Regions from separate parts of the Sus scrofa genome. Here region 1 is linked to region 2. A link is a contact called in public HiChIP or PLAC-seq data. All regions are on one chromosome and are shown on one strand. Each heading gives the region's core, a stretch centred on a gene start, on an enhancer-like site or on the middle of the called end of the contact. The rest is flanking DNA. Distances are from core to core; before and after follow the strand shown.

The links. HiChIP or PLAC-seq counts read pairs in DNA pulled down with a chosen protein or histone mark.
Region 1: an H3K27ac HiChIP or PLAC-seq map of alveolar macrophages shows a contact between it and region 2. The contact joins the enhancer-like site here to the promoter of PRDX3 in region 2. A contact is called at or near these places in 1 of 5 promoter capture datasets (fetal skeletal muscle), 8 of 47 Hi-C or Micro-C datasets (alveolar macrophages, blood, embryonic fibroblasts and 4 more) and 1 of 2 datasets of contacts at active chromatin or transcription factors (alveolar macrophages).

What each region holds. Positions count from the first base shown.
Region 1 is chr14:129,341,689-129,345,868 of Sscrofa11.1, forward strand. GRK5 (G protein-coupled receptor kinase 5) reads left to right here. Exons shown (of 16, transcript XM_001928584.6): 13 at 656-793; 14 at 1,587-1,724; 15 at 2,362-2,493. Among named protein-coding and RNA genes, the nearest start is that of RGS10, 80 kb to the right of the region's middle. Within about 2 kb of position 2,798, at least 1 of the 83 cell types and tissues checked has an H3K27ac peak or open chromatin away from gene starts, as enhancers often do. A contact at or near this core is called in alveolar macrophages, where this site is marked.
Region 2 is chr14:129,088,951-129,092,881 of Sscrofa11.1, forward strand. PRDX3 (peroxiredoxin 3) reads right to left here and starts at 1,840. Exons shown (of 7, transcript NM_001244531.1): 1 at 1,780-1,840; 2 at 1-13. The coding sequence starts at 1,827.

The sequences.
Region 1 (4,180 bases), core at 1,548-4,047, 250 kb after region 2:
CTGCTCATGCTGATGCAGGTCCCTCCAGCGTGTTCTCCCTGCTTCGCCAGCCTGTCTCAAAGGCCACCTCCCCAGGAGGCCTCCCGGTCCCCCAGCCTGCAGCCAGTCCCTGTTCCTCTGCCACCTTGGTGTCATATCTGTATTGCCTTGATGGGCCCTTTGAACATGGTTTTGCTGAGGCCAGACCCTCAGCATCCTCTCTCTCGGGACCTACTGGGTACCAGGCTACAGTGTACCTGTGAATTGAGTAAATGAATGAGAGAAACTAGAGACGAGCCCTTGCCCTTCGTAGCTGACCTGGAGCAGAAGAGATCCCACCAGCTCCAGGCAGGCACTGGCGCTGGACACGCAGTCGTGGGGAGCAACAGGATTCCTGCTCTCTGGGGACCAGGCATCTGAGCACCCTGGGAATGTGGGACCACCAGGCACAGCGCAGCTCAGGAGGCCGAATCGAGGTCTGAGCAGGGTTGGGCAGTGTCCACTGGGTACCTGGAGTGGTGCAGGCACCATGGAGGTGAGAGGACGGATGTCCGGGGGTCTCAGGGACACGTGTGAGAGGGAGATAACTACGGGCTCTCCAAGCCCCTCGGCCCCTCGGGCCTCCAGGCAGGAGGAACAGCCCCAGGCGTGTCCTCATGGGACTTTCCTGTCACAGCTGCTCACCAAAGATGCAAAGCAGAGGCTGGGCTGCCAGGAGGAGGGGGCTGCAGAGGTCAAAAGACACCCCTTCTTCAGGAACATGAATTTCAAGCGCTTAGAAGCTGGGATGTTGGATCCTCCCTTTGTTCCGGATGTGAGTAGCCTCCCCAGCCTGGATCGAGCCTATGCACCTACTTACCACTTTTGACTTCGCTCAACATCTATGCTGGGCCCTGGGGTGGGGTGGAGACCCAGGGGGCAGGGGGCAACCCCCGGCCTCCAATAGCAGGACCCCTGGCCTCCAGCAGCAGGACTCTAAGTCTGGGGGCTCCCTCTGCGTCCAGCCTGGCATCATCCCCTCTATGAAGCCCTCATCTCCAGAATCCCAGGCTCTCAGAGCCCCCTGGGCGACCCCTATGACTAACCTTGAACTCCCAGAGGGCAGGGCCCGGGTTTGTCTCTCAGTCCCAGCACAGCAGCCCCAGACCAGTGAGATAAAAGAAATCATTGCGGTTATAGTGCCACGTCCATACACAGCCCCTTGGCCAGGTGCTTCCACTATCCCCATTATGCAGGCAAGTAAACTGAGGCCTCAGGGGATGTGTGACTTTCCCAAAGTGCTGAAGCACCACGGCTGGGACCCCAGCCCAGGTCTTTGTGGCTGCAGAGCCTGCATGCTGACCCACCACCTCTGACTGGCCTCTGATGTGAAGTCTTCCTGGGACCTCCCCGTCACAGCCTGTGTGGGGCAGTGACAGCGGGAGGGGGCCCTGAGCTCTCATCACTCCAACTGGGGGCCTTGGCACCTCTGAGTGAGGGCAGCTCGGGTTCCCAGGGCTAGGGTGGCCCTGGGAGACCTCCCTTGTTTCCCATCAAGACCCCCAGGCCTGGCCGGGGGCCCCAGAGCCCTGGGCAGGGCCCCCAGTACAAGTGCCCTGCCCTCCCAGCCCCGGGCCGTGTACTGCAAGGATGTGCTGGACATCGAGCAGTTCTCCACTGTCAAGGGCGTCAACCTGGACCACACGGACGACGACTTCTACTCCAAGTTCTCCACGGGCTCCGTGCCCATCCCGTGGCAGAGCGAGGTGAGCACCACGGGGTCCTCGGCTTCGCCCCGGGGGGAGGGTGCAGCGGGGGCAGGAGAGGGACAGTTGGGTGGGCGTCCCTGTGGCTGGACTGGGGTGTGGTGGGGTGTGGAGGGGACATGGTGTGGTGCCGGGTCAGGAGCTGGCGGGACGGGAATAGGAGGTGAGGCAGACACGGCCTGTCCGGAGACTCTGGAGACGTTCGGCCGGGAAGAAGAGAAATGGGGCAGCAGCCGAGTGCTTAAGGGGGTCAGAATTGGGGCAAGTTCTAGCTGGTTCGAGTGAGATGGAAATGATGGGGCAAGGGGGCTGCAGCTTTGGGGTGGAGGAGGAGGTGGGTTCGGGGCTGGAAGATAAGCACCCCCCACCCCCCTCACCCTCCCCTCCCCTTTCCCCCCCCCCCCATGACCGGCTCTGCTGTCTCAGGGAGGGCGGCTTGCAAGGCTGTCCAGGAGGGGCGGTGGGCAGGCGGGGAGCTGCCAGGTGTCAGCCTGGTGAGATGGAGGGTGGTGGAGGCCCCCGCAGGCTGAGGACCAGGCTGAGGACGGCGCCAGCCAGGGCTGGCCCACTGGGATTCCTTTCCACCCAAGATGACCCATGCAGCCGCTCACACCCCCGTGTTTTGACGCTTCTCCAGATGATAGAAACGGAGTGCTTTAAGGAGCTGAACGTGTTTGGACCTAACGGTACCCTCTCACCGGACCTGAACAGAAGCCACCCTCCGGAACCACCGAAGAAAGGGCTGCTCCACAGGCTCTTCAAGCGTCAGGTAAGCTCCCCCCCTACCCCCCACCCTGCTGTCCCAGCCTCTGCTCTGGGAAACCCCCAGGCCTGGCCTTTCCAGGAGACAGAGACCAATTTGTGGGCTTGGGAGACCCACAGCAGCAGTGGCCTAGGGGGGACAGGCAGCCTGTCTGAAGTGCCTGAACCCACTGGCTGATGGGTCCCCGCGCAGAAGGGGCAGGCCAGCGCTTCATCAGAGTCTCAGGGTCCCTCAGCCTGGGTCGTGGGAATGACCTGTGCCTTGGGGGGTCTTTAGCAGCATTTCCGGCCTCCACCCAATAGATGGCAGTAGCACCCACTCCCATGTGTCAATCAAAATGTCTCCATGGAGATCTCTGGTGGCACAGGGCGTTAAGGATCCAAGGTTGTCACCGCTGTGACATGTGTTTGACCCTGGCCTGGGAACTTCTGCATCCACGGGCACGGCCAGTAGTCTCCAGACAGGTGTCCAGTATCCCTGGGGACACAGTGCCCGTGGTTGAGAGCCATTGTAAAGATGGAGGCAAGTTCTGTAGATAAAGATTTGACATAACAAGGCACAGGGAACTGGTGTTGGAGAGGCGATCCCCACAGAACCTCATGGTTCCTAAGGTGCGGCCCCCATAGTTTGATGCTGTGTGCCTCAGCCAGAGGAGACTGCCCCTTGGGAAAAGGTACTCTTCCCTCAGAGCCTGTCCTTGGATCAGGGTTGGTGTGAGTCAGGTGGAAGAAATAACCCAGGAAGGACCTGGCAGGCCTTCTAGAATGAGACCCCTAACCTCCACCCTGCCTCCAAGAGGGTGGCCACAATAGCGCCCCTCCTGGCCAAGCCCTACAAGAAAGCTTGGCCCCAGCGTTCTGATCCCACAGCCTGGGAAGCCCCTGGTTTCTTACTTTCCTCCTCCCCCCAAGGGAGCAGCCTCTCCCCCAAGGAGGATGAATAGGCGCAGGTAGGTGCAGCTCCATCCCCAGGCCGCTGGGAATCCCAGCTCCCTCCCGCTTGGATAACAGGGAAGTGGTGGCCGTTCATGGTGTTCCACTGTGGACAGGCCCTGGGCTGGGTGCTTTTTGAAGGCTTCTCTTATGTAATCTCCACAAAACCCCAGACCTTCATTCAGCTAGACCTTCATTCCTCCAGTATGTACTGAGCACCTGCTCTGCGCTAGACTATTAACTCAGGACTTGAGAAGCTTCAGCCGGGAAACCACATCCCTCCTTGGGGGCAGCTTAGTGAAGTGTGAGTCCAGGGTGTGCTCCTATCGCCCCATTTCACAGATGAGGAAACTGAGGCCGAGAGGGGTTAAGGAACTTGCCCAAGGTCACACAGCTGGTGAGCCCATGAGAAAGACCTGGGATAACAGGGAGGAGGGCAGGGATCTGGCAGAGAAAATGCAGACCGAGTTTTTGTCTAAAAACTTCATGTGAGCTTCACATCCTATTCCATATTGTACTCCTGTCTGTTTACTGTAAAAATATAATTTTAAAATGCTTCCATCAAGTAAAATTGAAGTTTCAGGGAGTTCCCCTTATGACTCAGCAGGTTAAGAACCTGACTAGTATCCATGAGGTTGCAGGTTTGATCCCTGGCCTCGCTCAGTGGGTTAAGGATCCGGCATTGCCATGAGCTGTGGTGTAGGTTGCAGAAGTGGCTCAGATCCCATGTTACTGTGGCTGTGGTATAGGCTGGTGGCTGA
Region 2 (3,931 bases), core at 590-3,089:
CATGTCGGATAACCTACAAAGAGAAATATTTTATATTAGGAAATATTCCCAGAATGGTGGCTGAATCCGTGCTGAGGACATCAGGCCAGCAGTAGCCTCAGCCGTCCCTATTCCTGGGAACAAAATACCAAACTCCAAGAGCATGGACTGGATCTCCATGTTCTCAAAATTCCCTTCTGCTTCCTTATCCCTCAGGACTGCCAGGTGGGAGGGATGTTGGGAGATGGTGGTCAAAGGGTACAAAGTTGCAACTGTGTAGATAAGTCTGGATAGCTAATGTACAAGCATATTGACTATGCTTAAACTACACTGAACGCTGGCAATATGCTAAGAGTAGTTTTCAGGTACAATCACACACAAAAGGTAACTATGTGGGGTGTCCCCACTGTGGCACAGCAGAAACAATCTGACGAGTATCAGTGAGGATGTGGGTTTGATCCCTGGCCTCGCTCAGTGGGTCAGTGATCTAGTGCTGCTGTGAGCGGTGGTGTAGGTCGAAGACTCAGCTCGGATCCCACGTGGCTGTGGCTGTGGCGTAGGCCGGCAGCTGTAGCTCTGATTTGACCCCAGCCTGGGAACTTCCATATGCTGCGGGTGCGGCCCTAAAAAGCAAAAATAAATAAGTAAATAAATAAAGGTAACGATATGAAGAGATATGTTCATTACTTTGACTGTATTTATCATTTCATTATGTATATGTACATGGAATCATAATGTACACTTCAAATACATATAACTTTTATTTTAAAATATATATAAATAAATGAAGGGGGGAAAAAGACTGCAAGGGAGCTCCCTGGTAGCTCAGCAGGTTAAGGATCTGGCATGGTCACTGCAGGGGACCGAGTTCAATCCCTGGACCTGGAACTTCAGCATGCTGTGGGTGCAGCCAAAAAAAAAAAAAAAGACTGCAAGGCAGGGGGGATTTATAAAAACACAAAGACTCCATGCTTTTAACAGCAACCCAGAGGATTAAAAAACCAAGGAGACTTGGCCAGGCCCTTTTCCAGCAGAACTTCTGAACTTGTTCTACAATGTCAAGGTTTTCCTTGGAAAAGACAAGGCCCTTTCAAGCTCTACAGAGAAGCAAACAAATAGAGCAAAGTTCAGCCTCTGGGAGAGTTTGGACAGGGCTCAAGGCAAAGGTTTGCTTAACTTCAGTGTTTGGCGTGACTCAGGACCAGCCTGCGTTGAACCCCAGCATGAGAAAGGGGAGAGCGGACAGCAAGAGGGTACCAGGCTTTGCGAGAGAAAAATAGCAGGGCCGGCTGGCCCTGGAGAGTAAGGAAAAAGTGCCTTTTGCACGTAAGCCCTTTGGTTACTTGAACATTTTGGTTTTCATCCAGCACTTAAGTGGATGCTCACGGAAACCTTGAGATAGGCAGGCATCATTCTATGTTGAGTTAGGAAAGTTAACAGGTTCAGAAAGACGAAGAAGTCACTTGTTCAAGGTCATAGAGTCGGTCCCAGAACGGAATCAAGGGCCAGGTCGCCTGCCTCCAGAGCCAGGTGCTCAGGTGGAGAGGGGACTGGGGACCCACGACTAGGAGGGAAGAGGGATTTGGGTAGGGGACCGCGAGGTGGGGTGGGGGAAGGGCAGTTATGCGCACGCGCAGGGAGCCTTCCCTAGAAGAGGAGGCCTCAGGTCCGTTACCCTCTGACATCCTCAGAGAGGGTGAAAGACCCCCAGGCCGCAAGGGAGCGGGATCCCATTTGAAAAGCACGTTCTCGGAGCCACCTCAGTGCCTCCGCGCCTGTGCCCCGCCAGCAGCCACTCACCGAAGCCCGGAGCAACCTTCCCGCCGCCGCCGCCGCCGCCGCCGCCATCTTCGGTGCGCACTGGGGCCTCGGGCCAGAGAAGCAAAGAAGGCGGGATCTACGGGGGCGTGGCCAGATGGGCGGGGCCTCGGCGGGCAGGGAGGGGCCTGGGTTGCAGCCCTGGCCAGGGATGGAGCCGGGAGCCAGGACCCGGAGTCCTATGCCCTCGCCGCCTTTTGGGCACCCTCTGGCTGTAAACGTCCCAATCGCTGGGTCCCTCGGCCCGGCTTCCGGTTGGGATAATTCCCGTTAAAGCTTCTAAGTAGCTAAATGCTTGTGAAAGCGACACTTTGTTTCTGTTTGTTGCCCCAACCTCTAGGACTAATCCAGGCAGGAAGCTAGATATTTCTATACTTGTTACTTTTTTGTTAACCTCCGTGGATTATTGTTGCAGTAAAAGGATCCGTTTCCTATTTCGACCACAGGCTTCTGCACGAAATGGCATTAGTTATCAATGAAATTTTAGCCGATTAATAAGCAGAGTGGGTCAGACCCTGCAAGGCTTTGTTGTCCTGAAAATCCCTGGATGATGCGTGAGCTCCCATTTTGGTTTCCCTTCACAACAATGGGGGAATTGGGACAAATTTAAAATGTGTTTTCTCTCAATTAGTAAAGCCAAGTGCTCAGGGGGAACATGGTACTTTGAAGCAAGTTCATTAAACATGATAAAAATCATACAGTGGCCTTACAGTAAGTGTGACAAAATGTAAACTCTAAGTGGGCATTTTCCAAAGGCCAAGCCTGTTATCTGAAAAACTGGATCCACCTCTTGGTGGATATGGAGCCAAAAGACACAACCCAGGCAAAGATCTGGAGAAGGAAGCATTTATTACTTGCTGCAAGTAAAGAAAACATGGAGGATCTGTCCCAAAGCAGTATCTCCTCAAACAGCCAGATTTGGTTAGTTTTAAGCTAAGGGAACATGCATATTCAAGAAGGGGCTTGGGTGGCAGACAGAATCCAAACTTTAGTTCATATGTTTTTGTTTGTTTGTTTTTTCTTTTTAGGACCGCACTGCAACATATGGAAGTTCCCAGGCTAAGGGTGAAATTGGAACTGCAGCTGCAGGCCTATGCCACAGCCAAGGCAATGTTAGATCTAAACTACATCTTCAACCTATGATGCAGCTTGCAGCAATGCCAGATCCTTAACCCACTGAGTGAGGCCAGGGATTGAACCTACCTTCTCATGGACGCTATGTCACGTCTTAACCTGCTGAGCCACATCGGAAACTCCCCAAGCTGTAGTTGATTGAAGTCATGAGAGTCAGAAAAGGTCAACATTATCCCTTAGGTTCCAGTTGGTCTGGCAGTTGAGGGCCTTAGGCCAATCTGTACCACTGAAACAGACCTAGAAGATTTTACAACTGATGCATTATCTTTGCTGTAATTACTTCTCTTGCCTGACAAGTCATTTGTTTCTGCATTCTTTCATTCCTTTTAGGTCATTAACTACTGAGACCCATTCAAGGACAAACACCATGGCCAGGCTTAGATCACGGAATAGCCTAGACCAAAAATGGCTTCTCTTATGTCAAGAAAGACATGCCCAGGACTTCCTGTCGTGGCTCAGTGGTTAACAAATCCGACTAGGAACCATGAGGTTGCAGGTTCAATCCCTGGCCTTGTTCAGTGGGTTAAGGATCCAGCATTGTCGTGAGCTGTGGTGTAGGTCACAGACGCGGCTCGGATCCTGAATTGCTGTGGCTCTGGTGTAGGCCGGTGGCTATAGCTCCAATTAGACCCCTAGCCTGGGAACCTCCATATGTCGCAGGAGAGGCCCTAGAAAAGGCAAAAAAAAAAAAAAAAAAAAAAAAAAGAAAGAAAAGAAAAAGAAAAAAAGAAAGACATGCCCAGTTCTCTTTCTCCAGGGACCATCTGCCTTATCTGCTTACAGGCCCAACCAAGCAGCCCAATTTCCAGATCTTCTGGCCATTGAAGAGGAAGTTTCACTGCTTATCCCTTCTTTTCCAAACAGCCAAAGCAATTGTCTAGTTAAACAGCTTTCCTCAAGTCGCACAAGGTTTCACTGGCCGGGAAACAATTAGAACTGAGAATTCCTCACTGGGCATATTGGTCTGACGATCTCAGTCTAAAGCTTATCTCCCTTGTCC